Linked DNA regions of Lactuca sativa: region 2 is linked to region 1. The links are chromatin contacts, called in public Hi-C maps. All regions are on one chromosome and are shown on one strand. Each heading gives the region's core, a stretch centred on a gene start, on an enhancer-like site or on the middle of the called end of the contact. The rest is flanking DNA. Distances are from core to core; before and after follow the strand shown.

Region 1 (6,726 bases), core at 1,699-4,198:
AAGTTGTACGTTAGAAACATAGAATTTACCCTATCATACAAGCACTAAAGGAGTGTATCGGTTTGACCCAATGAATTTTGTTGACTTTGACTTGACCAGAATTTGACAGCTGTCACACTTTAGCACCTCCTCCTTCCAAGAAAAGTAATCTTACTGTTGATCTACATGTTTTAGCTAAAAAAGGATATAACTATTGAGGAATTCAGAGAGATTATGATAGAGAACAATGCTGCCATTCAAGCTAGAAAAGAATCTTAAATTTGATCATGGTCTTGCTTCTTCTGATGAAAGTGTTGATGTTCAAAGTAGTTTTGATCAAATCAAGAAAATTCAACTATTCAATAATAGTGTGGACAAACAACACAGGGTTTCAAAGCTTAATGACAATTACAACAGAAAGAAATTTGGAGATGTTCTGGCTCATGTATCAAAGCCTGATCCTATTTTTGGGGTAAGGTGCACTAAACCAAGGAATGAGTCACTGAAGCTTCTCTTGGTAAAAACGAAGACTGAGTATGAATACACTCAGGTTATATACGCTCGTGAGCTGGTCAAATTTGGCTGCAACCAGTGGATACAAATTCGGGAACTTATCGACAAACATAAAGATATTCATGCTCGGGAGGTAAAGTTAGCAATTCATCAACTTCTCAACAAAGTAAAGAAGTTGAATCTTGTGCCATCAACTAGTCCTCCTAGACCATCCACTTCAGGAAGAACATGCGCTCCTAAATAGTCAAAATCATATGTGCTTTCAATGCATTGATGATCTTCCTGCTGCACCCACTGAGCACTTATTTCATCTTCGTATGGAAGGACTTATATATAGAATTTAAAAGAGGATACCATGTGTTGATTTCTATTAAGCTCATCAAAAGATTGGAATAACTCAAAATTGATGAATTCACGTGGGTAATGCTTGAAATCTTGAAAGAAGCAGATAAGTTCTACAAGGTTCTTTTGATGACTCCTTTAAAGAAGATTAGTTTTTGACATAATCAGATAGGGCGAGATTGTAAGGTCCCCCCCTTATGATCTGATGAGTCAAATACTTTATATGCTGACTGCTAGTGCCAACATCTCAAGATATTATCAGCATCAACATGAAGATCAACATCAACGTTCGATTATAGAATCTAATGTAATATTCGTATATTAGGTAATTATACGGATATATGTAGAATAGATAGCAGATCTGATAACCTTGTGATAAGGATCAATTCTTAGTATATATTAGATACAATCTCTTCTATCAAGGGATATACTAATATAAATTAGTATATATATATATATATATATATATATATATATATATATATATATATATATACAACATTTGGGTAAAACCCTAACGTTAACATATTGGTTACCATCTTTGTGACAACCTGTTTTCTTTGTGAAAACAAACCATTTCTTGGTGAAAGACAATTTTGTTAAATATCTAGTGTTCTTTACTTTTTTAGTTCCTTGTTTGTTTAAGGTAATTTGCTTGTTCTTTGTTTTTTTACTTGAAGTGTATCCGATCAATACTAACTTTCATGCCAAGATCTGATAACCCTTCTTATAACATACCAAACTAAAAACACACAATGACACAATATTTATATGGTTTGGTCAAAGTGATCTATGTCTGCGAGAAGGAGAAGAGTATTCTTTATTCACGAGGTTCTTAAACAGAGATTACAAGTACAACTTAATAGAGTAAAAAAACCACTATAATATTTTAATACGTTAAAATTCTTATATTTTTAAAAATTTTTGTCTAATTTAAGGCGTTGAGCCTGATAAATCTAGATAATCATAGATATTAATTGATTCAGATATTTAAAGGTTCGTTCGTTACAATATCTTTGATTATAATTTTTTTTTTTTGAGAATATAGGGTTTTAAAACACTAAAAAACTAATATAATTGTTTTTTAATGGTTGAATGGACATATGTTAGGTTTTTCATACTAGAAAGCTTTGAATTAGACTTTCAAAAAGATATAGGGATTTTAGCGTACTAAAAAAAATATAATGGTTTTTAAAAAAATTAGATAAAAATATATTGGATTTTTTATAAGTTAGCTCTAAAATTATTATTCACGTATTGCAAAATTGTTAATTATTATGATACGACTCAAAGATTATTTTATTTTTAAATTGAAGTAAACATTTGATAAAATTTGGATAAGCAATGAGTCAATGACACGGCTTAGTTATATTATAACTTTTGAATAAAAGAGAAAAGGGACATGAATGATTATATTTAAACTTTGAATTAATTACCGAAGATAGTAGTTTATTGATAATATATTTATATTTTATAACTATAGATAATAAGTTTGTGGATAAATTAAAGTATGTTACCAAACATAAATGGACAATTTTAACAATTTCATAAATATATTGGTAAAAGATTCGTTATAGTCTAAAACATTTTTGGTATTACTTTAATTAAAATCATTTTAAATATTTTGTGTATTTATTAAACAATATGACAAATAAATGTGAAAAATCTTTTCACTCGGTGTTTTATTATGTACTGCTGGGCGCCAGGTGAAATCTAATCACTCATGACTCAATCTTCACGGCTCATGCTTCATTTCCGTTGCTTCACCGACCATACGACCAACCTTACCTTAAATAAAACCGTCCAACCATATATAAAATGATGTCATAATTGCGCTAATTAAATACACAAATGAAATTTTTATTAATTTTTTTAAAAAATTAATAATTAGTTTTAGGATATAGTAGTTATATACTATTTATGTACATGTGTGTGTGTGGCTGTGTGTGAGAGAGAGCGGGTCTAGCGTCAATGAAGAGGAGATGTGTATGTTTGAGAGTCAAGTTTGGTTGATAATACGTCACTACTGGTAGTCCGTAGTATTCTGAATTAGAAAGTAATTTGAATCCGTTAAATTTATTTATTTGTAGTTATAAATATTGATAGATAGTAATTTAGAAAATATTATCCAAAACTAAAAGGCTCACTGCCAAGTGCCAGCCCAAGCCATCTCATCATTCTTGAAGCCGCCAAAAAGCTTATAAATACCATCCTTCATCTCCATTTAATTCTCACATATCCGCTCTCTCTTTAACTCCATTTTCATCCTCATCTTGATTTTCAGAACATGGTGTCATCCACAAAAGATGATAAACAACCACCACGGGCTCCGCTGGAAATGCAGCACCATGAATCACCACAAAGGCCGATATGGCAATTAATCATGGTGTCTGCCATCGCCGCCGGTGTCCAGTTCGGATGGGCCCTCCAACTCTCCCTCCTCACCCCTTACGTCCAACTCCTTGGTGTTCCGCACGCCTGGTCATCTTTCATCTGGCTCTGTGGTCCAATCTCCGGTATGATTGTTCAGCCGGTCGTCGGTTATTACAGCGATCGATGCACCTCTCGCTTTGGTCGCCGCCGTCCCTTTATTGCCGGAGGAGCTTTGCTTGTCGCCATCGCCGTTTTCCTTATCGGTTACGCTGCCGACATTGGTGTCTCCGCCGGAGACAAACTCGGTGCACCGACGAAGCCCCGCGCCGTAGCCATTTTTGTCGTCGGTTTCTGGATTCTTGATGTTGCAAATAACACGCTTCAAGGACCATGCCGGGCGTTGTTGGCTGACTTATCCGGGTCGAATTCTAGCAAGATCCGTACCGGAAATGCCATGTTTGCTTTCTTCATGGGTGTCGGAAACGTACTCGGTTATGCCGCCGGTTCTTACACCCACCTCTACCAGATCGTCCCCTTTACAAAAACCGCTGCATGCGACGTCTACTGTGCAAATTTGAAAACCTGTTTCTTCATCTCCATCGCACTGTTGGTGAGCATAACGGTGTTGGCTCTAGCGACGGTGTCGGAGGATGTTTTCGTACCGGAAGCCGTCGATAAATCCAACGGGAAACAAATGGTTTTCTTTGGAGAAATGCTCGGAGCATTGAAAGAAATGTCTAGGCCGATGTGGATCTTGTTGATGGTGACATGCTTAAACTGGGTTGCATGGTTTCCATTTTTTCTTTTCGACACCGACTGGATGGGTAAGGAGGTGTACGGTGGTGAGGTGGGTACTGGACCGGCTGGGCAGATGTACAACCGTGGTGTCCGTGCCGGAGCTTTGGGTTTGTTGATTAACTCAGTCGTGTCAGGTCTCTCTTCTCTGTGCATCGAGCACTTGGCTCGTTGGGTAGGTGGTGTGAAGCGGTTGTGGGGTGGCGTTAACTTCCTTCTTGCTGTTTGTTTGGCGATGACTGTTCTGGTGACGAAGATGGCGGAGTCTGAAAGGCAGTTCACGACGTTGCCAGATGGGACCACCACTCCTCTGCCACCTAACGCCGGGATCAAAGGCGGAGCTCTGTCGATTTTCGCCGTCCTCGGTGCCCCACTCGCTGTGAGTAAATTCTTACCTTTACAACTACTTGCATCAAATTCACATATAATTTTTTTTATATTAAATATTATTAGGAAATTAATACTTTCTCCATATTTATAATATACATGCTTTTATTGTTTTTCTTTTAAAGTTGCATCATAATAAATAATTAAATACCAATTTTTAAATGTAAAAGAATATAAAATAGCTCAGGTATAAACATTTTTGGGTTGCAATATATATGTTTTTGTGTGGAATAATTTTTTTTTGAAGGATAATAATAGTTTAAAAGGAAATGGATAGGAATACTACCTTATTAACCGAATATATTCTTTATAAAGTATATATGGAATTTGATTATATTCTTATCAAGAAGAGAATTTAAGATGGTAATTGTCTTACATTTAATCGATTATTATCAATATATTTTTTGATTAATGATATCATGAATCTTTGCAACTCTTAAACACTAAATGCAAATCAATTAATATATTTGACCATTTGAAAAACACATTTAATTGCGTAATAAATACAAAGATTCTTGACATGTTCATAGTAAAATTTATTAATATTTTGTTAAATTATTACTTAAATAAAGTTAAAGCTCGATCTCATTTTTGTTAATTTATGGTATGCTTCCAGGTGACTTTTAGTGTCCCTTGCGCTCTAGCCTCGATATTTTCTAACGACTCCGGAGCTGGACAAGGTAAATTAAAATAAAATTGTCTTGTAATTACTAAATTAAAAACAAAAAACATTCTTGTAGTTTCTTTAATTATAATTTATTCTAATTTCACAGGTCTGTCACTTGGTGTTCTAAATCTTGCAATCGTGATTCCTCAGGTACATTTTTCTTATATCAATAATAACAATTAATATTATGTTTTGCAAATATCTTTTTATAAAACAAAATAGGGGGTTTTCATTACATAAATTATGAGTTTTAAGTTTTGGTACAAAAAGTCAAAATTGGAAGCTTGTGTGGAATTTGGCATTTGAAAACAAAAATGGGCCCCCACTGTTTCTTAATTTGTGGCATGACGACACAAGTATTCTTTAGACTTGTAGTCTTACTTTAAGTTGGACTCATAATATGACTTGTATGCCACAATCCAAAATAAGTTTTTGTATTTCTAAATCAAAATTGAACTATAATAGAAACAAATTTGGCCATCCAGTCGAGCATGTTACATTGCTTTCTCATCATTGACTAAAACCAAAACATTACATTATGATCTCCCATACCATTGCTTGACTTCCATTAGGCTAATAAAAACATATGGTATGGGGGTTGTGGTTGGCCCCACATCTATAAATTTGGGACCCTCACACTTGTCACCATTCCTATAAGCCAATATTTGAGGTATATGCGACAAATGAATGAGTTGGGTTAAAAATAAATAAAGTATCAAGATATTGCTAACATGAGTTGTCTTTTACGAGTATGTTAATATAGGTCGAAGTTAAAATGAGTTAGAATGTGTTAAGTGGTTGTTTTTTATTTGAAGGAAGATGTTTTGTTTTAGTTGAAATGTATCAAATATGTCACAATGGGTTGTTATGTATGAAACAATTTGATCTGAATTGGACTAGACAAGACTTGATTAACTTATTTACTTCTTATAGACACAACCACCGTTTTGAAGATACTATTATTTAATGTCAAAATGATATTAATCGAATTTTATTTTTGTTTCAACAGATGGTGGTATCTGTGCTAAGTGGACCATGGGACGCACTGTTTGGTGGTGGCAATTTACCGGCGTTTGTGGTGGGAGCTGTGGCGGCTGCAATAAGTGGGATTTTTGCATTCACCATGCTGCCGTCACCACCTCCTGACGTTGTACTTTCAAAGGTCTCTGGAGGCGGGATGCATTAGATTAGTAAATCGGTATAAAACTCAAAAGGTCTCAATTATGTCAAATTGGGACATTTAGGAGGAAAAAGTTGTAATTTTTATTTGGATGTTGGATTTGTGCATATATGCTAAGCATGATGCAGAAATCATTAGTGATTCCCGCATATGTGACGTTTGTGTTTAAGAGAATGTTATGTCATTCCTCCATTATTTGTGTGAGACACCAGTTCATGCTTGATGGAAATGAGTCTTTGCTTTATTCATGTATACAACTATATGTTTTCAGTTGGTTCAAGAATAAAAGTCAGAGTGTTTTTCCTGATTTTCATATATTTGTATTTAACTAGATATTCTTAATGAAAATTTTGAATCAATTCCTGATTGTGTGTATGATGTTTTAATAGAATGTTTTCTTTTTGTTTCTTTAATGTCGTATTTCCTAAACCTTTCAAGTCATTTATACACCGAACTCATCCGCTTATATTCAAAAAACAAAGCAATTATT
Region 2 (6,785 bases), core at 3,879-6,378, 640 kb before region 1:
GAGAAAAGAGATGATGGAATTATGATTTGGGGGGTTTGTTTTTTTCAATTTAATGTCGTTCAAGAAAAAAATATAATCTGTTTTGATCAAATAGAACCAATCAAACTATTTAATGCATATACTGCAAAATCATATGGTTGGAAATTGACTTAACAGATGACAGAAAGCAAGAAGGAGGAACAGAGCATAGTTGTTAAAAAGATACCTGATACCAAGGTCGGAAGAAACTTGGACAGTTTGTCTTCAGATGAAGATCATCACTATGTATGCTTCAGAAATCGGAATGAATGCCACCGTCTCCAAAACCTCAAAGCAAAGATATGAAAAACAGAGGTCGATTTTTCATATGTTTTTTTTGAAAGAAAGATGAATATGGATGTGGACCAACTATAACGGTGCCTAAATTAGGTATTAGATTTTAAATATAAGAGTATTTATCAGGTTATATATAAAATACAGCTATAAATGACAAAGCATGTTCCAGCGTATTCTATTTCCCTTTTCATGTACTACACCACATAGAGTACAGTTGTTTTTCTCATAAAACCGTATACTAAATCTTTTCTAAGCCATCTAATATTATATAATACGAATTACTCTATAACCCATATTATATGTGCCGTAGTTTATTTTTGGTTATGTAGTAGTGACCCATGAGAAGACATTTCTTAGACCAAATTATATGAAACCGAAACCAAAGAATCATTGGATCCGAAATCCGTATCCTTTGTGCTTTGATTCCTTTCTTTTATTCATAGAACCTAAAACTGTGAATTAAGCTTTAGGGGATCCCGATTAGGTCATTGCCATGCAATAAGAATTTTAGTATCAACTTATGAAACCTTTACATGCATTAAATACCTAATAAATTTAGAAACACATTTTGTACATTTACACAATATATATCGAAACTATATTTTGTTTGTCATTTTTAGTGAAACATCCCAAAATTTAAGACCAAAAATTTCTTTTTAATAAAACATTACTTTAAACAAAACATCATTCCAAAACATAATCTGAGTATAAGTTTCCAAAACACATGTTTATTATCAGAGTAAACATTCCCAGGCTGACTACTCTATGGTGTGTGCCATGCGATCACCCCGAGCTCCTCCCTCCGCTACCGGAAGTACCTGAAAGCAAAACTGAAAACCGTAAGCACAAAGCTTAGTGAGTTCCCCACCTTACCACATACCATGCAAAATCACATACAACACATACTGGGCCACGCCCGCTATCCTGGGCCTCGCCCTCTACTTCGGGCCTCGCCCGCTATAACGACCCCGCCGCTCCAGGCCCCGCCTGGCTTCGAGCCCCGCTCGGATACAGATCTGTTTCACTTAGGCCTCGCCCACTAACATATAATATCACATAACATTACATAAGCTAAACATATACTAACAGCTCTTACTCTAAGGCCTCGCCTATCTCTAGGCCCCGCCCGAGTCCTGCTACTGATGAGTCATGGAACCTCGTCCATACTCCTGCTGATAGTGAGGTACGGGCCCAACCCACCCTCACTCCTTTCCTAACTTAGGCCTCGCCCCTGCTCTGCTGCTACTGAGATGTGGAACACCATCCACACTCTGCTATTGGTGAGATACGGGACCTCGCCCTCACTCACCTCCCTACCAGGCACATACAAGTATCACACAAACAACAAGTATAAACTATCACATAAACCGCTCCTTGGGCACCCGCCCTCTGTCATTGGACCTCGTCCAAATATCATACTAGCATACTGTGCCTAGGGCTAACCCCCGGGTCTTCTACTCATAACTACATGGGCCGGCATTGTGGCCGTAGACCCATTCATACAAAGGGAAACTCACCTGATACTGCTGAACTGCTGCTGCTAACCCCTTTGACCGCTACCTGACCGCTAACTCCGAACTGCTGCTCCGCTAGCTCCCCGAGCTACCAATAACAACCTCACACTTAGTCTAACTGACCTCCAAAGGTCAACCAAGTCAACTCTGGTCAAAGTCAATGTCCTGGTCAAAGTTAACCTTCCAGGTCAACCCTACTCGCCGAGTCACCCTACTGACTCGCCGAGTTCATAAGTCCAGAGTCCTTCCACTCGCGACTCTACTCGCCGAGTCAGCCCCTGACTCGCCGAGTCTACTGATTCCCGATTCCTATCCTGTCCAACTCACTGAGTCATGGCTCGACTCGCTGACTCGAGTCTTAACTCGAAGGGTTTGGGACCACTCGACCTGACTCGCCAAGTCTAAGAACAGACTCGCCGAGCACACGGCAATCTTCATCCAACTCGCCGAGTTGTTCATCCAACTCGCCGAGTTCATGCCTATCTTCATCCGACTCGACGAGCTGCTCATCCCACTCGTCGAGTTCCTCCTCATCTTCAATTTACTCGCCGAGTCCACTCGAAGGACTCGTCGAGTCCACTAAGATCCACTTACATGCAGAGGACTTCCGAGTCATGCATGAGCTCCAAACTGTAGATCTACCCTCCCCAAGGCTATTTCCCACGTAAAGTTGCAAACTTTACGTGTAGAGAGGGAGATCTAGGCAAAATACACCCATAGCTAGGGTTTAGGACCAAGAGACTCCAATTTCCACCCAATGGCTGATACTTTATGGGATTCCATACCAAAACAAGCATGGATCTGAGGTAGCAACCTCAGATCTGGACCTCAAGCTCAAGATTGGTCTTAAACATGGCTTAAAAGCCCCAAAACTCATAACCAAGGAAAATCTGGAGGAGAGAAACGACTTAATACCTTCCAATGCTCTAAAATGCTCCCCAAACTTCGGATCCAAGACCACTCCTTGATGCTTCAAAGATTCCCACTCCTTCTTCTTCCTTAAAACCACTCAAAAATGGTTAAAAGCTTGAATGAACACAATGGAGGCTTAAGGTGCGGCGTTCTAGGTGTGAGAGGCTGTAAAGGAGCCCTAGGAAGAAGATTGAGATGCTTAAATAGGCTCCAAGCCCCGGATTTAGGGTTTTCCTCGCACAGACCAGACTCGCCGAGTCCACTTGGCCGACTCGTCGAGTTGGTCACTTTCTTATCGACCCGGATCCCGCTCCGACTCGCCGAGTCCTTCCTTGGACTCGTCGAGTCCCTCTTAAATTTAGGGTTTCCTTTACTTTCTTGGCTTTCAAAATCCTGGGTGTTACATTTAGTTTCATTTCAATTGAAACGATATCAAAAAGGCTTCTTAATAGAGTACAACGGATGCGGTACAACTTCTTAATAGAGTACAACAGATCATCTATAGTAATCTTATATCCCCTAGATCTTCGGATGTAGTCTTTAAAAGAATTAGCTTTACCATACAAAAAGGTTTAATGACGCAGCTTATTACCCGTTTGTCATCTCACTCATTATGCGTTGATAATTAAATGAGCAATGAAGGGTATGGTCCATTGAAAGTCAAAAAAAAAAAAAAAACGATATCTAAATGAATATTTATGCGTAATTTTCAATATTAATTTAATGTTCGAACATTATAATTTGAGAATGTTACTCATCATCATCAATCTTTTTACCAATTTGAACACAATATTATTAATTTTTTTCTTTGATATATTTTGAATTAACTTTGAATATCTTGATAGAGATGGTAGTTATTTAAGAAGTGATATTTAATATCAAACCTATATAGGCCTCACGTCTTATGACATTTTAATGTAAATATGGATCAAGAAAACTCTATAAGAAGATGTTGGTTTAGCATTAGGCCATGCTTGCCAAAACGATACACAATAAGAGAAAATTTATGAATAGGATAACTAATTGATTTGGTAGATAGTTTGATTCTGGTCAATGACGAGGTTATATGTGAATTATTGGGAATACTTCCGAAAACAAAAATGTAAGCTAAGGAGGTTCAAAACGTTTACTAGTATTATAAATAAGCATTTACTAGTATTGTGTTATTTATAATACTAAGGAGGTTCAAAGCATTTACTAATATTGAAAGTCAAAAAAAAAAGATATCTAAGGAGGTTCAAAGCATTTACTAGTAGTATTGTATTATTTATAATATTAGTAAATGCTTTGAGCCTCCTTAGTTTACATTTTTGTTTTCGGCAGTATTCCTAAGAATTCACATATAACGTCGTTATTGACTGGAATCAAATTATCTACCAAATCAATTAGTTATTCGATTCATAAATTTTCTCTTATGTATACATTGGTTGCTAGGTATATATTTATTAAATAAGCCATGCATTTGTTATACCAATTTATTAAATGAACCACGCGTTTATTGTAACAATATTTTAAATAAACCATGAATCTCCATTTGACACACATGTATTAAGTGTTATGGATTTACAAAAAACGCTATAAATAATACCTAACTATCAAAGGAAGTTTGGTAACATCTTTTTTTATATTTAATAAAGCAGTTACTTAATTAACATTGAATCAAGATGTATGTGACATGTCGAAATGAAGAGTGTAGTTGTGAAATATATGTAGAATATATTTGTAATGATTATGAAGAAATAAGTAAGGATGTGTTTGACAAAACTAAATGGAATATAACTCTCAAAAACTATTTGAAGCTAAAAGCTAAATTTTTTATTTAATTTTACGTTTTATTTATTTATTTATTTATTTATTTTTTTAATTAAAAGGTAAAACCTTATAATAAAAATTCTCAAAACTGGCTGCCAACATACCCATAATATCTCCGCATTTCATTAATTACTTTCAAATTTACAAATAATAGCGCATTCCTTTTGTTGAAAAGATGCATGACTATTTTACTTTGGATTTTTCGTTGTATGTCCGTTGATGAGCATTTGTTTTAATACATATGAAACTATCTATTTCATTTTAAAATCTGAAAACTAAATTTTCTTTTAATAATAAATATTTAAACAAAAAAAGTATTTTGTAACCTAAATTAAATTTTATTTATATAAATTGTATTAATAAGTAAATGGTAAATATCCATTTATGTGATGGTTAAGAAATGACGTCATGTCATATTTACTTGTATCTTTCGTTGGTAATATGAAATAATCCAACCATCTAATATCGGTAATAATGGCGATAGCCGCTAACTGAATTCAAAGTCCAACTTCAACGACTTCCAACAGCAATCTATTAATTGCACCCAACTGCCTGAGCTTCTCTTCAAGTAATTCTTCTTCTCCATCAAAGTTTTTGTTACAATTTTGAAAATGATTGTTTCAATCGCTACTTTCCTTTGCATCTTTCTTATTTTGCAGCCATGGTGTATCGCCACAAGCGTCGGCGATATTCTTGCTCCGCTTCTCTCTCCGATCTTTGGTTTGTACTAATTAAAACCTTTCAAATTTCAGGGTTTTTTTATATTGTGCGGAATAAATTATATGCTTCATTTGTTCTTTCTGTTTTTCTAATTTCATACTCGAAATGTCTTAACCCTAAGATATTGATGATAATTAGTTTATTTTGAATTGAAACATTTATAACGTCAGTAAGCTCTTGAAGCTATTTACATAAAAATATTTATGTATTATCACCTTTTGGCTCTCAAACTTGACCTACTTCCCAAAATCTCTAATCTCTTAATTAACTAAAAATAAAATAGGATTTGGGGTATTAGAACCTTGATTCCTGCGACTATATCAATTACATCTTTTTTGTGTTCAGTTGAGGTGTTATCTAACAATCTAAATGGCCAATAGTTGAAGTTTAATGCTTTAGTTCACAAGTAGATGAGCTTCTTTTCATGTATTGATTCATTAAACTACTTCAGTTTTGAATTTAATTTGTATCTTATATGAAAAGTGGACAAAGCGATGTAATTCATATAAGGATTCCAAGTATGCTATTGATAATTCTTTTTGTAGAGATATGCAATTGCAAAACCATGACATGCTGCCTAGCTATATTCTTTTTCATGAAGGATTTAGGATTTATATCCATGTTTTTTTGGTGAAATTTAGGATTTACTTGAAAAAGCTCTTAAGTTTTTCATCTTTTTTGGATGTAAATTTTCACAGAAGATGCATGCAATGATGTGAAATGTGGTCAGGGAACCTGCAAGCCTTCGGGTAACAGCACTATCCCATTTGAATGTGAATGCTCACCTGGGTGGAAGCAAATGGCTGTTACTGATGATGACAACTCTTTGAAATTTCTCCCTTGTGTCATCCCAAATTGTAAGTCTAAAACTTCTTGAATTATGTTCTTTAATTTTGTAAACGTAAAATAAGAATCACCCCATCTCTCTCTCTCTCTCTCTCTCTCTCTCTCTCTCTCTCTCTCTCTCATATATTGCTTAACTGTCACAATACACGTGAGTGTAGGAATATGTGATAAGAAAAATATTACCTAAAAACACAGAATAAATGGGTGGGCAGTAATTTAGAGATGATTTTTACAATTTTGTAAGAGATAAAATATATCAAGATAAAAATATAAATGGATATCATAAAATAAAAAAAATAGAAGTAAAAGTCATTACACCATTAAAAGTTATTAATGCTATTTGATTTTAATCCGAGTGGTCCCATATTTTGTCATTGTATTGAACTATGTATTTAGCTGTTACCATATACCCCTTGATTATATTTCTTTTGGTCAATAAAATTTTACAATTTGTATGTGACTGGTAATACATATTTCAGGCACAATGAATTATTCATGTTCGAAAGCTCCATCTCCTGTGCAAGAAAAGGAGAACCGAGGAAATGAATCAATCTTTGATGGTACACAACCATTAAAACTTTATAAAGTTCTGTTTACCCATTTAGACTTTTGGTTTATATGTATTGTGATTGGTGCTTGTTTTTCTAGTGTGTAGGTGGACCGATT

The links. A called contact is a pair of places that touch in the nucleus more often than the background predicts.
Region 2: a Hi-C map of leaf shows a contact between it and region 1, with 7 times the contacts expected there. The contact joins the promoter of LOC111911828 here to the promoter of LOC111911847 in region 1. A contact is called at or near these places in 2 of 4 Hi-C or Micro-C datasets (both in leaf).

The regions. Positions count from the first base shown.
Region 1 is chr1:9,809,308-9,816,033 of Lsat_Salinas_v11, reverse strand. LOC111911847 (sucrose transport protein) reads left to right here and starts at 2,948. Exons shown (of 4, transcript XM_023907593.3): 1 at 2,948-4,381; 2 at 5,006-5,069; 3 at 5,163-5,206; 4 at 6,066-6,549. The coding sequence starts at 3,122. The coding sequence ends at 6,242.
Region 2 is chr1:10,446,689-10,453,473 of Lsat_Salinas_v11, reverse strand. LOC111911828 reads left to right here and starts at 5,128. Exons shown (of 6, transcript XM_042897799.1): 1 at 5,128-5,273; 2 at 5,975-6,130; 3 at 6,599-6,679; 4 at 6,768-6,785. The coding sequence starts at 5,165. LOC122195805 (a long non-coding RNA gene) reads right to left here and starts at 1,226. Exons shown (of 3, transcript XR_006186621.2): 1 at 206-1,226. It overlaps LOC111912018 (a long non-coding RNA gene), which reads left to right. Exons shown (of 3, transcript XR_002857039.3): 3 at 1-486.